Regions from separate parts of the Mus musculus genome. Here region 2 is linked to region 1. A link is a contact called in public Hi-C data. All regions are on one chromosome and are shown on one strand. Each heading gives the region's core, a stretch centred on a gene start, on an enhancer-like site or on the middle of the called end of the contact. The rest is flanking DNA. Distances are from core to core; before and after follow the strand shown. Region 1 overlaps Blnk (B cell linker). Region 2 holds the start of Dntt (deoxynucleotidyltransferase, terminal).

Evidence for each region. A called contact is a pair of places that touch in the nucleus more often than the background predicts.
Region 2: a Hi-C map of bone marrow-derived macrophages shows a contact between it and region 1, with 82 read pairs. The contact joins the promoter of Dntt here to the enhancer-like site in region 1. A contact is called at or near these places in 1 of 39 promoter capture datasets (pre-B cells), 14 of 484 Hi-C or Micro-C datasets (the 63-12 cell line, the CH12 cell line, bone marrow-derived macrophages and 9 more), 3 of 115 datasets of contacts at active chromatin or transcription factors (the 230-238 cell line, bone marrow-derived macrophages and large pre-B cells) and 2 of 9 other capture datasets (adipose tissue and liver).

What each region holds. Positions count from the first base shown.
Region 1 is chr19:40,960,912-40,967,390 of GRCm38.p6, forward strand. Blnk (B cell linker) reads right to left here. Exons shown (of 17, transcript NM_008528.5): 4 at 3,332-3,372; 5 at 1,434-1,590. Among named protein-coding and RNA genes, the nearest start is that of Blnk, 30 kb to the right of the region's middle. Within about 2 kb of position 2,215, at least 45 of the 459 cell types and tissues checked have an H3K27ac peak or open chromatin away from gene starts, as enhancers often do. A contact at or near this core is called in the 230-238 cell line, the 63-12 cell line, the CH12 cell line and 1 more, where this site is marked.
Region 2 is chr19:41,027,796-41,033,886 of GRCm38.p6, forward strand. It overlaps Dntt (deoxynucleotidyltransferase, terminal), which reads left to right and starts at 1,480. Exons shown (of 11, transcript NM_001043228.1): 1 at 1,480-1,846. The coding sequence starts at 1,644.

The DNA of each region.
Region 1 (6,479 bases), core at 965-3,464:
GTATTTGTTTGCAGCTCTTGGTGTTTTCATAGAATTTTTGATGCAATATTTAAACCCATGAGAAATAGCAAAAGAACAGAAGGCAGGCTTTGAAAAAAATCGAATTGTGGTTTCTGGTTTGCACTGTGCACCTAATACAGTCTCTTGCCTCTCAGGGTCATTACAATGGGTGAACAAAGTCATTTAACACCTCCAGTGGGGAAGTGCATGGGGCAGGGCTTAAGGCATGCTACTATGGACACTGAGGGCGTAGCTCACATAGGAGCTCTACACCTATATAACCTTGGCACCATTTGCTCCATGCCTGCAGTCTCCTCTTGCCCTATACAGTGAAGATGCATCCCTGTTCCATAAGGCTGACAGGGATAAGAAGCTATAACGATAAAGTGCTGCCCTGCAATATATAGAAAATAGCAAGAGTATGCTACCTAGCTCAGTGCTCAGAGCCGAGAGCATGGTTCTGACCAGAGTAAGGGCTCAACAGACTAATTGTGGAACAAAGAACTAGCATCAACTGGTACCCTGTGGAGAGAGGCTGTTGACAACAGTGAGGATAATCTTGCCGCACACACGCAAACACTACCCTGGTTATGAACACACTCAATATCCCTGCCTTCAGGGAATCTCCTGGTCCCTTGCTATGATGAGAACAGAAATGATTTTACCGTTCCTCCTGAGACCTTATACAAGCTAGGTAAGAACTCTACCACTGAGCAACACTCAACAGCCTGGATTTTGTCTCTTTGTTTATGTTCTGGGTTTTAACTTTTTATTTTGAGGTGTGGTCTTGTTAAATTGCCCAGCCTTCAGACTTGGGATCCTACCGCCTCATCCTCACCCACCAGCTAGGATTATAGACCTGTGCTACCATGCTAGACTTCTTGATGGACCACCAGAGGCATGCCTCAAAGCCAGATTGTGCAGTGTCGGCTGACCTAAGAGGTTGATTGCAGGCCCAGGGCTCACCGACCACCCCCCCCCACACACACACACACACTACCTAGTGGACATCCACAGTTTAGGTGGCCTGTGTGCAAAGCTGTCTGGACCAGAACAAAGAGGGGGCTTTTGTGGTGGACACTTGGGTCCTTGAAGGACACCATTATTCTATGTGGGCTTCTCAGAAGCTCCAGAGTCCTGGATGAAGGAAATCCTAGGAGAAACAGGACTAATGTCTGGGTTGACTTCTTGTGGGGCTATGAGGGCAGGGGTGGGGAGAGCAATTCTTAGGGTACATTTTTTTATCAGTTCAGATAATCTGTTCAATGCTCCCTCCCCCGCCCCCCCGTCCCCCCCCCCCCACCCCACTGTGCACCTGCCTGCTCCTGTACTGCTGCTCCGAAGGGAGAGTGGAGACAGACAGGGGACCCTCAGGCAGCAGCTGTTTGCCCATCTCCCCCATCCTGTGGTCCCAGCGTCCACAGCGACCTCACCTACATACTCGCCCCTCGTGAAGGGCAGGGCTGGATGGACCACCCGTGTCTGCTGCTCAGCGGGAGGCGGTTCATAGGAATCGTCGCCCGTCTCCTCGGCAGGCATCACATACATCTCGGAGTCCGAATGTTCATCTGGATTTTCATAGTCACTGTCCTGCAAATGTAAGCATCGTGCTTGGTACCCTGCAGGTGCTGTCTAGTGAGCGGATCCCACCTTAGGAGGCAGGAGGGGTTCCAGCGGAGGCAGAGGACAGGAAGTGGAGGTTGATGGAGACTGATGGAGACTGTCTGTTTCTGCCTGCTTCACCCAGCTCCTGCCATGATCACACAGGACTTTCCAGTGCAGAGACAGACACTTGTCTCCTTTCTGTTGGGATGTTATAACGGGGTTCCTCTGTCGGGCATAAAGGCTTTAGGAACAAGCCTGTGTTTCATACTATCTGCAGCGGAGACCCACCAAAGTAAAAATAACCGCTAGGGGAATTTAACCAATCCTTGTTAATCTTGGCTGTTTAACTTCAGGGTAGGTCGATCCCTATTCTCCGGGTTAATTTTTACTTTGTACTCCTCGACCTATACCTTCTCTGTAAAGATTACTTCTTTTATTTCTTGAGATTATAATATAATTAGACCGTTTCCCCTCCCCCTTCTCTCTTCAAACCCTCCCATATACCTATCCTTTGCTGTCTTTCAAATTCTTAATTCAGCCAGCAAGCTGTCTTCTCCCTCCCAGCCGCAGATGTGATCTTGCGCTGAAGCCAGCAGGGGGCGCACCCCCGACACTCTGGTTTCCGCTACACTGGGTTCTAGGGGGAACTTCATGCCCCAGTGACCCGCAATGAGATCACCCTTCCCCTTATTTTTCTTTTCTTTTTCTGCGGTTGAAGGAGGAGGAACTGCTGTCCTAAAGACCACATCCAGGTGGTGAACACAGATTCGATTCTAGACACTGGCCTGGAAGTCTTCATTCTGCGTCGTCCCCGTGAGGGACAGTGGAAATGTCAGTCTGTCCTCCTGACCTCCGCTTCCTTATAAATGAGGTGGGGGTGTGTTTAGGGTTCCTCACAGATCGAAACTCAGATCAGAGCACATTGTGGAAGGTACATTGTGGATGGATACAACAATGTTGAAGAAAACTTTAGACTCAGCTCCCATCATAGTGACCTGCCAGGGTCACTATGGCTAGGTCCCTCTTTCTCACTCCGTGACCTAGGAAGCACAGCTGATGTTCTTTTGGTCCTAACAGGTACCCTGGTAGCTGACAGCCTGGTTCTGAGACCCAGGTTTGAGTTTGGAAACTCTAAGTTAATGAAATGCTCCTTTCTGGTTCTAGCCAGAACTCTGTTAGAAAATAGAGTTTTGCTTGCTTAGTAGCCTGGCCTCAAACACTCCAAGTAACCCAGACTGGCCTTAAACTCTCAAGTCTTCCTGCCTCAGCCTCCCAAGTACTGAGATTAGATGTGAGTACCAGCTCTGGCGTTAACTCTTTGTTTTGGCGGCTCTCCTGCCTGGTGTCAGAGAGTAAGAGAGCACTGGGCAGCTTAGGTCAGAAGTATGCCTATTAGTACAGAGTATTTAAATGCATGTGTTACTTCTGGTTTTGTGAGTCTGTGAGCTCAAAGAATGGGGTAATCTATCTACCTCCCAGGGCCATGGTAGAATAGAGAAAGGTTATATGTAAAAGCGTTCAGCCTGACTTTTGATGAGCACTGGGTCAAGTGAGCTCTCAGCGAGGTCACTGCCACCTACCAAGAGGAGGCTCTTCAGCCCTTCTGAGACCCACCCCCCATCCCCGTGTTGCTCAGCTAGCCTTCAGAGTGTGGTTCAGAAAGAAGCCATTGAAGAGGTCTCCTCGAAAGGCTGGTACCCTCCTGATCCCAGGAGCAAACACTCACGAAGTCATCTGACCACTGCTCCTCTTCATCTGCAGGGCTGTCTGTAACAGGAGAGGGACACAGAGCAAAAAGCATGAATCCAGCTGGCCAGCTCTGGCTGACCCACAGGCACATGTACTGTCTGTCCTTAGCCCCCTGAGCTGACTGCCCACGGGCGCCAAAACTGGCTGCTTTTCTGTGGGCCTTGAACAGTAATTACAGCCATATTGTCATTTTTTTTCATCTCTTTCTCAGAAAGCTTAACCTAAAGCACAAAAGATAAGTCCCGCAGGAGCAGAACAGTGGGGCCCTTTACCTAGGCCTGCCTTTGTCAAGGGACATTTCTGGACATTTGCCCATTTTTTTTTTTTTTTTTTTGCTTTGATAAAGTCCATAACTGTCAGGTCCAAAAGGCACCCCACCCCCCTCCCAAAGGGTAGGCCCACTGGCTCAGTCCAAAACTGAGTCTAGGCCCAGCTCAATCTGGACTCTAGGGGGGATTTCTGGTGGTTAGATAAGAGCCAGGAATTCTTAGGAACTTGTAAAACTGGTTCACATTTGCTAAAATGGAAACTTTTTTCCTTACCTCTGGCAGAAGGGACAATGGCTCTCTACTGACATGCACCTGTGGCTGCAGGCCCAGACTAACCCCCAGATTTCCACAATCCTTGTTCCCAATTACTTGTTTCATATGTGTGTGTGTGTGTGTGTGTGTGTGTGTGTGTGTGTGTGTGTGTGTATCATATATCGTGGCCTCCTTCTCACCTCAGATCACTGCTCTCTTTATTACTACCCCTCCTTGTGCACTATTCTCTCTCTACCCCCACCCGTCTGTGTACTATTCTCTCTTCTCTAGCTCTTCCCCTTCTCTTGCAGATAGCCCAGGCCATGTGCAGTCTGCTCCCTCCCCCACTCTGGACTCTTCCAGATGCCCCTGTATATTTTCTTCCTCTTATGCACAATAAGACTTTTCCCCTAATCATACCCTGGAACAGTCATGTTGGCAGTTTCTTTACTGTGTCTCCTTGCATACAATAACCAAAAGCAACTTGGAGAGGTTTTGGATTTGGCTTATAGGTCTGCCTGTCTGTCTGTCTGTCTGTCTGTCTGTCTATTTAGGTAATTTTCTTTTGAAGTCCCTGGAGAGTCCCTGGATTGAGAAGCTTTGGGGATGATTTCTGAGTCAGAGCTTGCAGTTGAATGGGAATTCCCCCAAAACATAGAGGCAACAGCTTAAAATGCCCCTGGGTCATGGATGCCTAGGGGCCGGGGAGGACAGGACAAGGAGGAACAGGCACAGCTGCAAGTGGGTGAAGTTGATTTTGCCAAAAGGATAGTTTCCAAGGATTAAGGGGAGGAGCAAAGAGTGCGAGCAGGCTCTGTTGGCAAAGTGCACGGGACTGATATATAAGACTGGGAACTTGGATGGATTTGGTTTAAAGCAGGGTTGCTTCACTTTAATATGTGGGAGTTCTTGCTAATTCTGACTCAGTAGTTGGGTGCAGGGTAGAGGCTATATATGCCTAACAAGCTCCCAGCGGACTGCTGCCATTATATTAGGGATCAGACTATGGATCAAGCCATACTCCTGTGTTCCAAGAGACCCAGATATACTGATAACAAGGCTATGTGGAAGGGCTGGGTCTGTAGCTCAGATATAAAGCACTTGCCTAGCGTAGATGAGGTCCTGGCTTTGAGCCCCAGTACCATATAAGAAAAGACTAAATGGAACATTTCAGGAAAAGATCAGGTGATTGAGGTCAAAGAGAACACTTTGTGATGTGCTGCAGATGGGAAGACACATGTTCCTAAAGCTAAATGTCAGAGAGGCTTGCGGTAGCATCAGGACCAAAACCCAGCAGATCTCCATTCCTCAAATGATAAGGATGAATTGGAGTGATGTCCACAGTTACATAGCCAGTTAGTGGCTAGACATGAGAGGACCTTGTCACTAGCCCTGTGACCTGTGACTGCACTCTGCTAAGCCAAAAGAGTTCAGTGGGGCCGAGATGAAGAAAACTGTATTATGGCTCAATTCTCTGATGAAGGATAAGAACTAGGAATACAGTCAGATGTAGAGAGCCACTTAGAAGCTCTGTCCAATGACAAACAAGAAATGGTGAGGGGCTGACCGGCCCGGGGGAAGGGATGACCAAGCAACCGTGATGAGAGATGTGCCTCTTTTCGCTGGTTGAGTCTCTGAGGTCCAGCATTTGAGCTTGTCATCTCCAGTGCTGCTGGTTCATCTACAGGGGACAGATATGCTTGCAATTTGTCCCCCAGCACTTGAATTAGATGCCACCTCCTCAGAGAGACCATCCCAGAAAGTTGTCTCCCATCTGATTCTTTGTCACTGTACCCTGATATCTTCTTCCTGTTTTCCAGAGCAGCCATCATGCTTGGGAAATCACTTTTTTTTAAAAATGTGTATACATGTGCATGCACATGGGCGTGTGTGAGTGTGTGCATGTGTGTGTGCTGAGCTACTTAGCCTAGGAACATCTGGGAATTCTGTCCCTGCTCCCACTCTGTCCTATGAGTTTTGTTGTTACAGACTGCTACAATATTAAGCCTTCTGTGGTTTCTGGGATCCAAACTCAGATCTTCACACTTGTGTAGCAAGCTCGTGATGTATTTGTTGAGTGGGTCAAGGCTGCAGCCCTTGCAGATGTTTATTCTACACAGCACCTGCAGATGTTTATTCTACATAGCACCTAACTGTTCGAGTGACATCACTTCTGAGCTGTCAGCTGTGACGCTACATAGGCTGCCTTTGGAGACTTCGGAGCTTGTACTGGATGTCCATGAGGAGACAGTGGAGAGGAATGACACCTACATCCAGCAAGGGATGCTCATTTCTCGGGGATCAAGTAAGCTCTGGAAACCATCATGGGAGGTAACCTTATTTGTGAGGATACTGATAGTGGGGGGTAGGAATAAGTCCAGATTAGATGCTGGCCTGAATCGCCTCGTACACACAAAAATCCATCATTCCTGTTTGGACACTAAGAAGGCCAGAGTTGTTTTCTTTCCCCATCTTTGGAGAGAAGAATGGTTTGTTCTCACTTAGCCATGGTTGAGAAACAGGTTTCCTTGACTTATGGATGAGGTAGATTTTTGAGTTCCTGGACATAATCCCCAATTTCTTGGGTTTTGTGCTCCACAGGAA
Region 2 (6,091 bases), core at 230-2,729, 66 kb after region 1:
GACAACTTGTGTGAATCAGTTTCACGTTCCACTGTGCTAGCTGCTGTGGTGAAACACAAAGTTTCGAGGATGGGCAGCAAGCTCCTTTACTCACTGAGCCATCTCACCGGCCCCAAGAGTATATACATTTTGGAGTCAGACAAACCTGACTCCGAGTCCTGACTCAGCCATTTCTTAGTGGTGGCTACTGATTTGTTCTGTGACTTTGAGCAAGTTGCTTGCGGGGCTGAGGATCTTCTCTGCTGCATCTCGCTGCCTGTATGGTACTTTGTGGGCACTGACAACCCCCCCCCCCCGTATTATATGGGTATCTAGCTGGCAGTATGGTCTTATAAGAATTCAGTCAGCAAAGGTTTTGAGGTCTTGCCTAGGTCCTGTAGTAGGTGTTCCAGAAGTGAGACCTACTAAGTAATATTAACTAAAGATGAAATTTTCATTTTGCACAGGGCTGTGAAAATGTCCCTAACTCCATGCCCATGACTCTTCTCCAAAACTCATCTCGTCTCAGAGACCTATGTTAGTTATGTAGCGACCACTCTCTGGAAACTTAGTGCACTGAAAAAATAGAAACCAAAAACAAACTAAGTTGCATCACGGTTGAAGTCTGAAGAACTGCATTCATGATCTCATTTGCCCCATACTCTGTGATCTGCAGTGTCTGAACCTTAGCTTTCTATAAAATGTGCTCACACACGGGAGCCTGTGGTCCTGTGCCCACTGCAAAACGATAGTAACTAAAGCAGCAGAGTAGACAGAGCCAGGAAAATCACAGTTATGGGCTTGTTGGGAAAAAAGTGACCATGGGGCCAGGAGAGATAGCTCAGTGGTTAGGAGCACTAACTGCTCTTCCAGCAGGCCAGAGTTCAAGTCTCAGCAACCATGTGGCAGCTTACAACTGTCTGCAATTCCAGTTCCAGGGAATCTGACACCTTCCAACACCAATGCACATAAAATAAAAAAAAATTAAAAAAAAAAAAGCAACCAGCAGAGTGAGAAATTCAGGTGGCATTCACGTGAAATCACAACAGCTGTATGTAACACATCTGTGCCAATTACAGACATCCAGTGTACCATAACGTAGGTCCGAGAGAAAGAATAGAAGTGAGCTAGAGTAAAGCAGGAATCAATGAATAAAGTCAGCAGGAGCAGTTAGATGACTAAGTGGTGATGATAGAAGCTTGCTACCAAGACTGACAACCCACGTTTGATTCCTGGGACCTACAACGGTGGAGGGGGAAAGATGCCTCTGACTGCCACACTGATGTCATGGCATGCACACACATGCCCCCTTGCGCAGTAAGCAAATGTAATACATTTTTTAAAAAATGGCTTTTAAAATGCAACCTAAAGGGTTTGAACATGTCTAAAGATAAATAACAGTACTCAACCAGTGGCGAGGTCCCCCTTTCTTCATAAGTTTATTCTGAGGTACTGCAGAGATCAAGTGTATGAAAACCCAAGTTCACTGTTCTTTCTGTCAAGAGCTCCATTTTGGGAGAAAGGACCTGATCAGAGTGAGACATTCCTTCAGCAGGAAGTTGTCACCAGGGTGGTACCTATGGGTTTGCTGGTGAGAGGACATCAGAGCCCTCATTCTGGAGACACCACCTGATGGTACAGACAGAGCTAGACTGTCTGCTTCCATGGATCCACTGCAAGCAGTCCACCTGGGTCCTCGGAAGAAAAGACCCAGGCAGCTGGGCACCCCAGTGGCTTCCACGCCTTATGACATCCGATTTCGAGACTTGGTCCTCTTCATTTTGGAAAAGAAGATGGGAACAACTCGAAGAGCCTTCCTCATGGAGCTGGCCCGAAGGAAAGGGTTCAGGGTGGAAAATGAGCTCAGGTAGGACAGCCCTGGTCACTTTGCAAGCATGCAGGAGCCCTGAGGACGTCCCCAAGGGACCCAAGGGGCCAGTTGGCTAAGGGAGATGAGTGGGGACTAAATGAGATTATATAGAAACTAATTGGTACCAAAAAATAATATTTTTAAAAAAAAATATGGCTTCCCATGACTGACTCTGAGATTAAGTATCCAGGAGTGATAACCAGAAAACTAGTCAGAGAACCACATAGAAACCACTCGATTCCATTCTGTACCAAACTGAACCAACACCATTGGGTTCAATTTTTTACATTGCTACTTTGGAGCAGGGAGGGTGTTCTGATTGTCTGGCTCTGACTTATACACACCTGCTCTGCTAAGGGTCTATGGTGGGCTAGGCTGAGGTGAGTCACCACAGGTACCTTACTGGCCTTGGTGATGGTTTTCCAAAGGGTGGTCCAAGTGGGCTTCAGGAAGAGATGCTGGTTAAAGATGTTTGTCTAGGGGTGACAGATGGCACCCCAGTGTGCTATGATCAGAGTCTAGGCAGGGAGGTGATTGAAGCTACCATCTGCACTCGTTCAGTAAGCACCAATTATCATTGTTTTGCTGACTATTGTGTACGTTCACTCTCTTGACCCAATGAAAAGAATCAAAGCGATTCAGAAAGTCCCAGTAAAAGGCCCTGGTGTGCCTGACGGCTGCAGACAGAAGTGTTGGGGTTACAGTGGGAGTGGGGGGGCACTCAGTTCACTGCCTTCAGCCATGCAAGTTGGGAGGGGTGCTGAACATACCGTGTCAGAGATGATCTGACTTTTACACTTGGGATTTTGGAAAGTCTTTGAATTTAAAAGAAAATTGCCAAACGTTTCTTGCTGATGAAATGCTGGCTTTGGAGACATTGAGGAGACACATTTCCAAGGTCAGTACTCAGGAATTTCACACTCCACATGCCCAGCTGAGGGGATCTTTTTAGATTTTTTGCTAAAATGTCCCCAATCAAAAATTCCTGAGGTTCTGGGCTTCTCTCTTTTCTGAGTCTTTGTCACATGGTCTCCTATTTTTTGTTTTAAGTCATCACAGCCACTCTCAACTTCATTCCTTGATGTTCTTTTCACACAATCCAATATTTCAACTCGTTTTTGAGTATAACTAATCTGTTAGCCTTATGTACAGTGTTAGCTTTAAAAGAGAAAGAGATTAGATAGGTAAAGGGGGAGGGATAAAACAGAAAAAACATCTTCAAAGAGAAAGTTAAAAACAGAAATCAAAAGTTTTAGCAGCTACCAAGATGCTTTTCATGGTAAAGGAACTGAACAGGGACCAGTCAGGAAAGGGAGAGCCATCAGGCAGGGTGCCACTCACTCAGAAAGCTCTCTGATAAAAGGTCCATACATCTGTTGGAGGCCCATGGACTGAGTCACCAATGGAGCAAATGAGCCGAGGCAAGTGTCAGGGGTGATGATGATCACGAAGCAAGTATCTTTGCTGGAGAGGTGAATCAGAGTGGTGCCCCAGATGCCAGCAGCCAGAGCTATGCCTGCTGCTGGGGAGACAGGAAATGGGTGAGCAAGCCGCTGCTGTGCTCAGGATGGAGCAAAGTTCTCAGGCGGAGAGCACAGACACTTTCAACGTGTGTGTGTGTGTGTGTGTGCGCGCGCGTGCTGTAGGAGGAAGATGAATCACAGGAAGCAGAAGCCCCGACGATAACAGAATTTCTGTGCCCAGATAAAGAGTCATTAATTACTGTAGGGAGAACCTTTAGGCTTCATCTCCTGGTGCTGGCCCTTTCCAGACCAGCAGTTCTATACAGCCCCCCCCCCCCCGCCGCACCCCTGCCACCCCCCCTTCTCCCTAACCGTGGCACTCAAACCAATGTTCCGTCTGATGTGATGTTGAGGTGAGAAGAAGAATGTCAGAATCCTTTGTTAAACTTCACTGTAGTATGAGTGTGAGTCTGGTTAAATAGTTAGATCCATTGGCCTGTACAGCCAGACCAAAAGAAGGTTGTTTCTCCCCTGTATATACCAGATCAGTCTACAGAAACAAGCAGAACAAAGACAGGAAGGCAGTCTATGAAAATGCTATAAGCAGTTATCTGGTGTGGGAAGGTATATGATCAGATTTTCTGTGTCTTCCAATTTTTTTTTTACAACAGATATACGTTTGTTCGTGTTTGTTTGTTTGTTTGTGAAACAGAGTCTCTCTAGATATCCTCGCTGTCCTGGAACTCACAATGTAGACCAGGCTGGCCTCAAACTCACAGAGTTCCTCCTGCCTGTCTCCCGAGTGCCTCCATACCTGGTCTTTGACATGGACATAAGTCTGTGTCCCTCTTGGAGGCCTGCTGCACACAGAGGCATCGGATCTCCTGGAATCTGAGCGGCAGATGGTTGAGAGCTGCTCTATGGGTGCTGGAAATCAAACCTACAAGATGGCTCAGTGAGTGCGCGGGCTTCCTGCCCAGCTGACAATCTGAGTTCAATCTCGGGGAAGCACATGGTGAAAGGAAAGAAGCAGACCCCATGAATCATCCTCTGACTTCTCCACACATACCAGAAGTAAATGGTTAAGAAAGAAAAAAAGGTCTTTTAGTTTGGGGCTTGAAGGGATGGCTCAATGGTTAAGAACACTGCTTGCTCCCCCAGAGGACCCAGGTTTGATTTCCAGCACCCTCAGGGCAGCTCACGACCATCTACAGCTCGAGTTCCAGGAGATCCGATGCCTCCAAGAGGGACACAGACTTACATCCAGGCAAAACAATTAGACGCATTAAAATTAATTTTTAATTTTAAAAAGTTAAAAATAAAAATGAAGATAATAAAAAAAAGCTATTTTAAAAAAGGAAAGAAGGAAGGAGAGAGGGAGGGAGGGAGAGAGAGAGAGGAAAATTCTAAGGGCAGGCAAAATGGCTGAGCAGGTTGAAGTCACTTGCTGTACAAGCCCGACACCTAAGATTTAACCCTTGGAACCCCAGTAAAGGAGGAAGGAAACCAGCTCTACAGAGGTGATTTCTGACCTGCACATGTGCTCCATGTCATATGCTAATGTACATATACAATCATTGTAATTACTGCTAGTGATGATTAATTAAAAGGAAAAATGTCAATGGTACTGATTAACAGTAATGGCTACACTTCTTTCTTAACTTGTAAAATTCAAAGGCAAAGAGAATGCTAAGCTCTGGAACAGGCTAATGTCCACAGCTCCTGTATACTTTTGGCTGCCAAGAGGCTCAGTCTTGGCTCCTACCTTCCCTGAGGATCCTCCATGAACTGAACTCTCTGGATTGAGTCTGTTCTCTCCAACACGAATTTAACACCCAGCTATTCTATGTGCCATAGAAAGCTGGTTCCTAAAACATGAAAGAGAAGAGATGCTAAGTTCCTTGGGTAGTTCTGAACATCGAAGAACAGGATGTTGAATTTATTCTGTCACCAGCATCCTAGACTTTAGAGCAGGTTGCTAACTTCAGCTCACCTAATACAGGCTCAACAAGGGAACCAAAATCTCCTGTTTTCCACGCCCTGATTGCATCCTGAGTTCCCATAGAGTGAGATACTTGAAAGCTCTCATCTGTCATCTCCCCTTCTCTATAAATACTTCTGCTACCGTCCCCTGTGTCTTGAAGCAAATCACTGTAGTCAAGGCAGAAGGATATGTAGTTCGGAAGGATGGCGTTCCATCTTTCTAACCATCCAGGCGCTTCATGCTAGCTTGCTAACAATGCTCAGGTTGTTGTAAATGCATCAGAGGACAGCATTGTCCTGCAATGGAAGATGCTGTCTTAGCTGAAAGCATCACAAAAGCCTTTGAGTGCCTGCTCTGCGCAGTATGTGTGGAGCTCTGGAAAAACAGAAGAAAACATGAGCCTTGCAAGCAAAGAGCTTGCTATGATAAGGAAATCATGAATTGTATCTTGAATTGTGCTATTATCTTAATTACTTTTCTTTCTTTTAAAAAATATTTACTTTTATCTTCGTGTATCAATTAATGATCTGCCTGCAGGTACGTTTATATGTATATATGCATGTATGTATGTACATATGTATGTATGTGTGTACATATGTATGTATGTGTACCACATGGGTACAGCGCCTTCAGATAGCAGAAGAGGGTGTTGGATGGTCTGGAACCGGGTTTACAGATGGTTGTGAGTCATGTCACACATCATCTCTAGGAATCGAACCTGGATCCTCTGCAAGAGCAGGATGTGCTCTTCACCACGGAGCCAACTCTCCAGCCCCTCGGATTCTCTTCTTGCTC